Linked DNA regions of Gossypium hirsutum: region 2 is linked to region 1. Evidence: chromatin contacts called from public Hi-C data. All regions are on one chromosome and are shown on one strand. Each heading gives the region's core, a stretch centred on a gene start, on an enhancer-like site or on the middle of the called end of the contact. The rest is flanking DNA. Distances are from core to core; before and after follow the strand shown.

Evidence for each region. Hi-C and Micro-C count contacts between places; a contact is called where the count stands out from the background.
Region 2: a Hi-C map of hypocotyl shows a contact between it and region 1, with 3 times the contacts expected there. The contact joins the promoter of LOC107910707 here to the enhancer-like site in region 1. A contact is called at or near these places in 10 of 34 Hi-C or Micro-C datasets (callus, hypocotyl, leaf and 2 more).

Annotation. Positions count from the first base shown.
Region 1 is chrD02:22,824,326-22,828,050 of Gossypium_hirsutum_v2.1, forward strand. No RefSeq gene overlaps it. Among protein-coding and RNA genes, the nearest start is that of LOC107910710, 27 kb to the left of the region's middle. Within about 2 kb of position 1,611, at least 6 of the 9 cell types and tissues checked have an H3K27ac peak or open chromatin away from gene starts, as enhancers often do. A contact at or near this core is called in hypocotyl, where this site is marked.
Region 2 is chrD02:23,085,222-23,089,287 of Gossypium_hirsutum_v2.1, forward strand. LOC107910707 (synaptotagmin-2) reads right to left here and starts at 2,012. Exons shown (of 12, transcript XM_016838667.2): 1 at 1,473-2,012; 2 at 713-811; 3 at 561-611; 4 at 349-472; 5 at 82-200. The coding sequence starts at 1,583.

The DNA of each region.
Region 1 (3,725 bases), core at 361-2,860:
GCTTAAGGAATATAGAAAGAAAAAATAGTAGCAAGGTTGGTTTTGGTTGGGGAGGCTAAAAATTAAACAATTCTTTAAGGGGACGTAGAAGTCGTTTCAAATCTATTGGAAATTCTCGTATTCCTCTAGGTGAATCTATGGAGGCGGTGGTTAATCTTATTTTGTCCCCAATGGTGAATGAGACTGGAAATGGGGTGCAAAATGAGGCAGCTTCCAATTTAGATGGTGCTGATGATTATTGACAGTAATGGTATGACCCTACTTTTATTTTTATTTTTCATGAATTTTCAATTTTTTCTTGGAATTGTCAGGGTTGTGCTAGTGCCAGATTTCTTTGTGTTTTTCGAGAATATAATATGGAATACAAGTAAGATATCATTAGTTTGCTTGAACCCAAAGTTAGTGGCACCAAAGCAGACAAAATTATTGCACAGTTGGGTTTCCAGTACTTTCATCACGTAGAAGCAATTGGCTACTATGGGGGTATATGGATTGTTGAAAAAATTCAGTTCACGTTGAGGTGGTTCATAATCATCTACAATTTATTCTTTCACGAGTTTGGTTTGTTTCTTCTTCGATGCCGTTTTTTATCTCTTTTGTGCATAGGAGCCCAAATCTACAAAAGCGTGAGGATCTATGGAAAGATGTTAGTTTAGTTATTCCTGTGGGAAAATTTCCTTGGGTGGCTATCGGGGATTTCATTGCAATCTTATCACATAATGAGAAAGAGGGTGGTCTTTTGCCTGGTAGGAGATGCTCTCAATTTGGTGCTTTTGTTGGTACAACCAAGCTTCATGATTTGGGTTTTAGGGTTCCCCCTTTACTTGGCACGGAGGTAGGCTCTTTGAGAGACTAGATAATGCACTTGGGAATGAGGAATGGATCAAAAGTTTCCCGAATAGCTTGATTACTAATCTTCCCAAGGTTAAGTCAGACCACAGACCTTTCCTTCTTAGCCTTAACTCGGAGATTTCTTTGCCTAGAGGTAGGCCCTTTTGATTTTTGATAGGTTGGGTTGAGCACCTTGAGTTTGGGGATTTTGTGAATGATAAATGGAGTTTTGGTGGGACTATGTTAGAAGATTTAGCAAAATTTACCGAGAGCTTAAAGGAGTGGAATAATCCGTTTATGGGCATAAAGCCACCAGTAAGAGGAACTTGTTTCACCAATTAACAGATTTTCAGTGACGTATGTAATTTTCTGGTTCAAATAGGTTAGCTCAATCAGAGAGGGGGGTTAAACATGAATTGGAGAATGTGCTGCATCTTGAAAAAATCCTTTGGAAAAAAAAGGCAAGATGTGATTGGTTAAACTTGGGAGACCGCAACACTAAGTTTTTTCACGCTCGTACCTTACAACGGAGGAAAAATAATCGTACTACTGCTATTTGTAATTCCTCTAGTGAGTGGATTTTCGACCTGGAGGCCATTGAGTAGGAGGCGGCGGATTTTTACCCAAAATTATATGGGGAGAATCCTGGGCCCATGGAGAAATTGCCTCCGAGTAGGTTCCCTCAGCTAGATCCTTGTGATATCAATTTTATGGGAAAATTGGTCACAGATGATGAAATTAAGACAACACTGCTTGACATAGCACCGCTCAAAGCTCCAGGTAGTGATGGCTTCCATGTACTTTTCTTTCAGAAGCAGTGGGGTACAGTTGGGCTGTTTGTGAATGGATTAAAAGGGTTTTCAATGGAGGTGTTATTGATGTTGAGCTTAATAACACTCTGACTGTTCTCATTCCTAAGGTCCAGAATCCAGAGGAGTTTACTCAATTTTGGCCCACAAGTTTGCTCAATTCTTTACAAATTGGTGATGAAGGTAATAGTTAATCGCTTTAAGCTCATCTTTCCAAAAATTATTGCACAAGAGCAAGTAGGATTTATTGCATGCAGAAATATTACCGATAATATCGTCATTGTACAAGAAGTTATTCATTCCATGAAAGGTAATAGCTAAAAGAAGTGGATGGCAATCAAAATCGATTTGGAAAAAGGTAATATTACCGATAATATCGTCATTGCACAAGAAGTTATTTGGGGAGCGTCCGTTAACAAAAAGATGTCCTTAGCATGATGGGATTCTATATGTCAACTCAGGCGGTGTGGAGGTCTTGGTATGAGAAAATTACGTGATCAAAATATTTCTTTTCTATTGAAGCTTGGCTATAAAGTGGTTGCTGATGATGAAGCCTTATGGATATGCGTTCTAATATCAAAATATGGGTTGGATGGAGCTATTCCAAATAGCATTACGCATGATATGAGCTTTTTTTTTTTGGAAGTCGCTCTCAAAAGTTTGGACTCTTTTACGTGAAAACCTTATTTGGTCTGTTGGTAATGGGAATAAAATCCATTGTTGGAAGGACTCTTGGATACTAAATATAGGACCTTTGATTAATTATATTCCTGCTAATGCTAATATTGGTTCTGACTGTTTGCTTAGTGATTTGATTACAGAGATGGGCACATGGAACCTTGGTCTTTTGCAAGTTTGGCTACTAGAGGTTATTCGTCATATTATGGGAATTCCCCCTCCACACCCTTTTAAGGGGCCTGATAGACTCTCTTGGCGTCACACTTCAACAGGTGCATTCTCCATTAAAAGAGCTTATAAGATGTTGAAGGAAGACTCATGGAATTCTAGAGACGATATACGGAAGAAGGTGTGGAAACTTCTGGGACCACAGAGAGTTCGCTTCTTTTTCTAAACTGTTTTTAAGTGGAGATTTCTCACGAATGTGGAAAGAGTTAGGCAGGGTTTAGCGGTGGATCCTTCTTGCCCTATTTGTGGTCATGCTTCAAAGGATATATTGCATATCACTAGAGATTGTATAGAAGCCAAGGAAGTCTGGAAACAGGTTGTACCGAGTAATCAACAGTTAACATTTTTTCTCTAGTAATTTGTACGATTGGATTTCTCTTAACTTGTAGGACACTTCGAAGCTTCATAGAGGGTGGAGCTAGTTGGGCGTGCCTTTTCGGCGCTTATGGAAAAAGCGTAACCTATTCATCTTTCAAGGGAAAGCGTGAAGCTCAAGTGAGATAATCAAAGTATCGATTAGTTGGGCCAAACAATTCTCTTCAGTCTTTAGAAATGAGTTGATTGAGGACTCTGAATTATCTTTTGGGGAACAATTGTCATGGGGTTGGACTTTTCTCAATACTGATGATGTTGTTCAAATAGAATCAGGAAATGCAACTGTTGAGGGAGTTATATGTGATGAAAATGGAGATTGGGTCTTTGGTTATAATCGATTCCTAGGAAAATGCTCAGTTTTTTATGCCAAACTTTGGGGCATATTAGATGGTCTAAAACTCATCCAACAAAGAGGTCATGACAAGGTGATAATCCAATCGAACAATTTGGAGGTTATTAAAGCCATTCATGAGAGTGCCTCAAAGATTTTAGATTTTGCTCTGATTAGAATAATACACCGTATAATGTCTCAAGAAGGTTAATGAATAATACGCCAATTCCTAAGGAGCATAATCAAAACGAGGATTTTCTAGCCAAACTAGCCTTTGCAAAAAAAGAGGATCTACAATTAATTGATATTCCTGAGTCTTTTCTTTTGTAATTTAGTATTGTAATGTTCTTAATTCAACAAATACATATATATTATCTTTAAATTTTTGTTTATACAATAATAAAATTTTCCACACTTTTTTTATGGAAATGGAGATCATTTGAATAATTTAATTTTTTTTGTTTAATTTACAA
Region 2 (4,066 bases), core at 762-3,261, 260 kb after region 1:
CGGACAGAATGTGTACAAATTTCTCTCATGTTTTCACATGCAAATTTCTTTCTTTTAATCCACCAGTACACTAGCAAATACCTGAACAGTGGCTTTTAATCCAAAAGCTTTAACTGCGATAATGATGTTAGGATTCCCTGCCCACTTAAGTGATGGTTCCATAATAATTTCCTTCTCATCAGTGACATAGACTTTCATTCCTGGCATAAAATAAGATCAACAATGAGTATTACTCTGAAAAAATTTGTGTAAAAAAGCTAAAAAATTCATAACCACCATATGCATCTTATATGTCATATGCAGTTGAGATTATGTATGTGTAGAATGTAATGGGAAAGAGAAGTCAACCTTGAAAAGTTGGTGGCAGGGTACCCAAAGTAAGTGTTTCAAATTCAACTGATTGAATTTTGTATTTTGGAATTTGCTCATCAATAATGGGCTTTGCTATATTCTTAGCAGTTGTGCAAATCGCCTTGAAAAACGAAGTGTCGATACTTGATAAGGAATTCAATAATATAAGAGAGGCCATATATGTGAAAGGTCATTGCAGTTATACATACCGTATCTAGATAAGGCCACATGGTCTCGATAAATTTGTTAAGCCAGTCAACCTGCAGAGAAATAGACAATGATAACCTTGACGCATACCTTAATACGAAGCACTTAAAGACCTAAATACAGAAATGAAAGGACATAGCATAGGAGAACATACACGGTCGAAATCTGGATTTTTGACCCACAAAGGGATCTCTGGAAGCAACTGCTGCAAAGTTTTAGAGTCTTCCTCAACCAAAGGACGGATTTTAGGATCCTGAACAACCAAAATATACAATGTGACCATCTTATCAATGGTTCAAAAGGCTGATTTATTCGTTGTTTTCCTATATGATAGCTTCATATGATAACTACAGCTTCTTATAAGTGGCACCAACAGACATCGACACAGGCCAAACCGGTTGGTCAATGGTGATCAAGTACAAAAAGCAAAATCCCAGAAAAAAAAAAGCAATAAACAAAAGAATACCTCTATTTTTATTTATTTATTCATGTTTTAGAATGCTAATACCTGCAGAGAAAAGATTGTGAATCCTAAAACTTCAATTTTCCCTAGAAAAGCCTAAGCTAATGCCTGATCATTTCAAAATCATGTTCTTTTCGACTGAAAATCATGGATATACATCTCTCAAAGCGAGAACACTACAAATTACAAATCTTTGCACGGTGAAACAGGAAGACAGAATTCATAAACTCAAAAAAGAACAACTTGAATTAACCATTAAATTCTATGAGTTAAAAAGAATCATTCGATCAGCTTAGAATAAAGTTATCATTTTTTTAGCACTTGTCCATTGCTTTAACAACAAAATTTCAAGCCGCTTATGGAAGAACAAGAACAGGCACCTAGGACAAAAAAGAGACTCTGACAAAAACTAAGAAAAGCAAAAGGAAATTCAACCGAGAAAGAAACAAACCTTAACATCAGTGGGAAGGAAGTAGATGAACATGTAATACCCAATGACGATCCCAACCGAAGTTCCAATTCCGAATCCAAAAACACCCATTACAGAGCTCAAAACACCCATTTTTCCCTTCTGTTTTTTTTTTCCAAGGATAGCTCAAGTAGTTTAATCAAAGAGGCATAAAAAGCTTTTGCTCTCTTCTGTTGAAGTGAAACTAATACCAAAAGAAAAACCAGAAATGGAATCTGAGAAAGATTCTTGTGGGAAGTAAAATTGGAAGCAAAAAGAAAAGAAATGGTAAGAGATATTAGAGTTAAAAAATCTTATCAGGAAGAGTGGAAGCATTAAAGGAGCATTTACAACTAGTGGTCAGTCCTTTACCTACCAGAGGCTTTTGCTATGAAATTTTTATGCGCGTGATATCCTCTGTCGGTAACGCTCAATTGGTTGGTTACGGATTAGTTGTTTTTTTTTTTGAACTTACTACCTTAAACAATATCTATATAACTAAAGAAAGGCATTAGCTGTACTTTTCTCACTTTCCTCTTACATGAACAGATTATGGTCAATTCCTTCACTTTTTAAAAATTATATAACAATTGTTAGATTTTATTTTTTATTTTTATATTTCACTCAAATTGAAAACTGAATCTCTATATTTTAATTTAGACATAATTTAGCATCTCGATTAGTTAATCTAAATATTTTATTATGATTAAAATATTGATGTCAATTTTTAAGAATTATTAATGTCGTTAACTTCTCTATTAAATTTAAATTTATTATAGTGTTATTTTTTTGTTATATGAATTTTGAGTGAATATTTTTTTTAATTTCAAAATAACGCGAAAATTTAACAAAAAATTATAACAATATTAATAAATTGACCTAAATTTTTAAATTCAAAAAATAGAAACATTAAATTTTAAAAATAAAAGTGTAAATATTAAATTTCAAATATATAATTATAAAAAATTGAAAATAAATAATTTACCCAAACACGAAGCGTAAGTAAAAATCAAATTAATATATTACTAAAATTATGTAATCTATTAACAAATTAAAAAACCGTTAGTAATATCATCTTAAAATTAGGCTAAATCAGGTGGAACCCAAAGGTTAGTGAAAACTAGTGTGTTTCACTTTCCCGACACAAAAAGTAGTGTCATAATCATTTTCCTTTTTGGTTTTTAAAATATCACATTTGACAAGACGGATTTTAATTAAATATATTATAAAAAGTAAAAATATTACTAAAAATGGTAAAAACGATTCTTCAATAATTTTTTTGATTTGGTTCAATAATATTAACATGTCTTAATATTCTATAGATATTAAGGTTAAAGTATTTGTTATGTTGATGAAATTTGTCATTCATTATTTACAACGAATGTTTGTTATTTTTTCTCTAAATTGTATATTCCATTTATTGAATGAATCAATAAATTTACCTTTCAAAAAAGAAAATTTCTATTTAAACTAATCCGATTTTGATAATCATGATTTTTTTTACCTATAACTTGACTAAATTGTGATTAGTATAATTCTGAAAATTAATTAAAATTTCATTTTAAAACAAAAATATAAATCTTAAATATGAAAATCTAAACTAAAAGAAAAAGAAAAGGATGTTGGAGTATTTAATTTGGAATCACAAACAGTTTTTGATGTTTGAGTTGAACAATTAATAAAATCAAAGTATGGAGGGAGATAGTTGGCAATTAATTGGGACCAGATTTTTTGTAACTGGTATCAAATGTGTTGTGGTAGAATTTTATATTATTATATCAAAGAATAACAAAATAATTGTATGGTGGACATAAAAGCCCTCAAGTCTAATGCAAGTGGTGACGTATCTAGGTAGCTTCAAGGAAACAATAAGCCCTCTATAATAGGCACATTAAACAACAATGAGGACTTCCTAAAAGCATGACTTAAAATTTTGAGTGGCTTTTCTTGTTCTAATAAGTATCAACATTAGATCAACCATACTGCTAATATAATTCCACATGTCTTCATTCATCCTCACTGTTAAGGGCATATTTAATAAATTATTAAAATGGTTAGATTAATTATTCATGGCAATATATAAATATAATTCACTATCTTTATACTAGAATATATTCAATGGTTTCGCATACAAAGCAAATAGTTAAGTAAATATTGGTTCACTGATTACTTAAGTTTAACAAATATTAAGTTGCACTACATGCATTGGTTGTAATGTAGAAGACAATTTATATTAATAGGTAATCTAAATGGTTCGTAATCCATGGGTCAAAATGAGCAAGTAACTCATGTTTGAATTAATATATCATTTATAAGTCCAATTGAAAGATATTTTGTCTTGGTTATCAGGCTAGATTGACTCCCAGAAATAAACATAGACGTTATTGTTTGGAATGACAATACATATGATATGACCTAAGTTGAATTAGTCCTAGATCTATTTATGGATTGACTCACTTGGATATTCATAGTGTGCCTTATCTAAATTTTGAGTAAGTGAATGATCATGTGTACATCACTAATATACTTGATATATTGAAAACTTATGCATCTCAAGGTAATAAGCAAAAAGTTGATGTGTTGGGTACATGACTAGT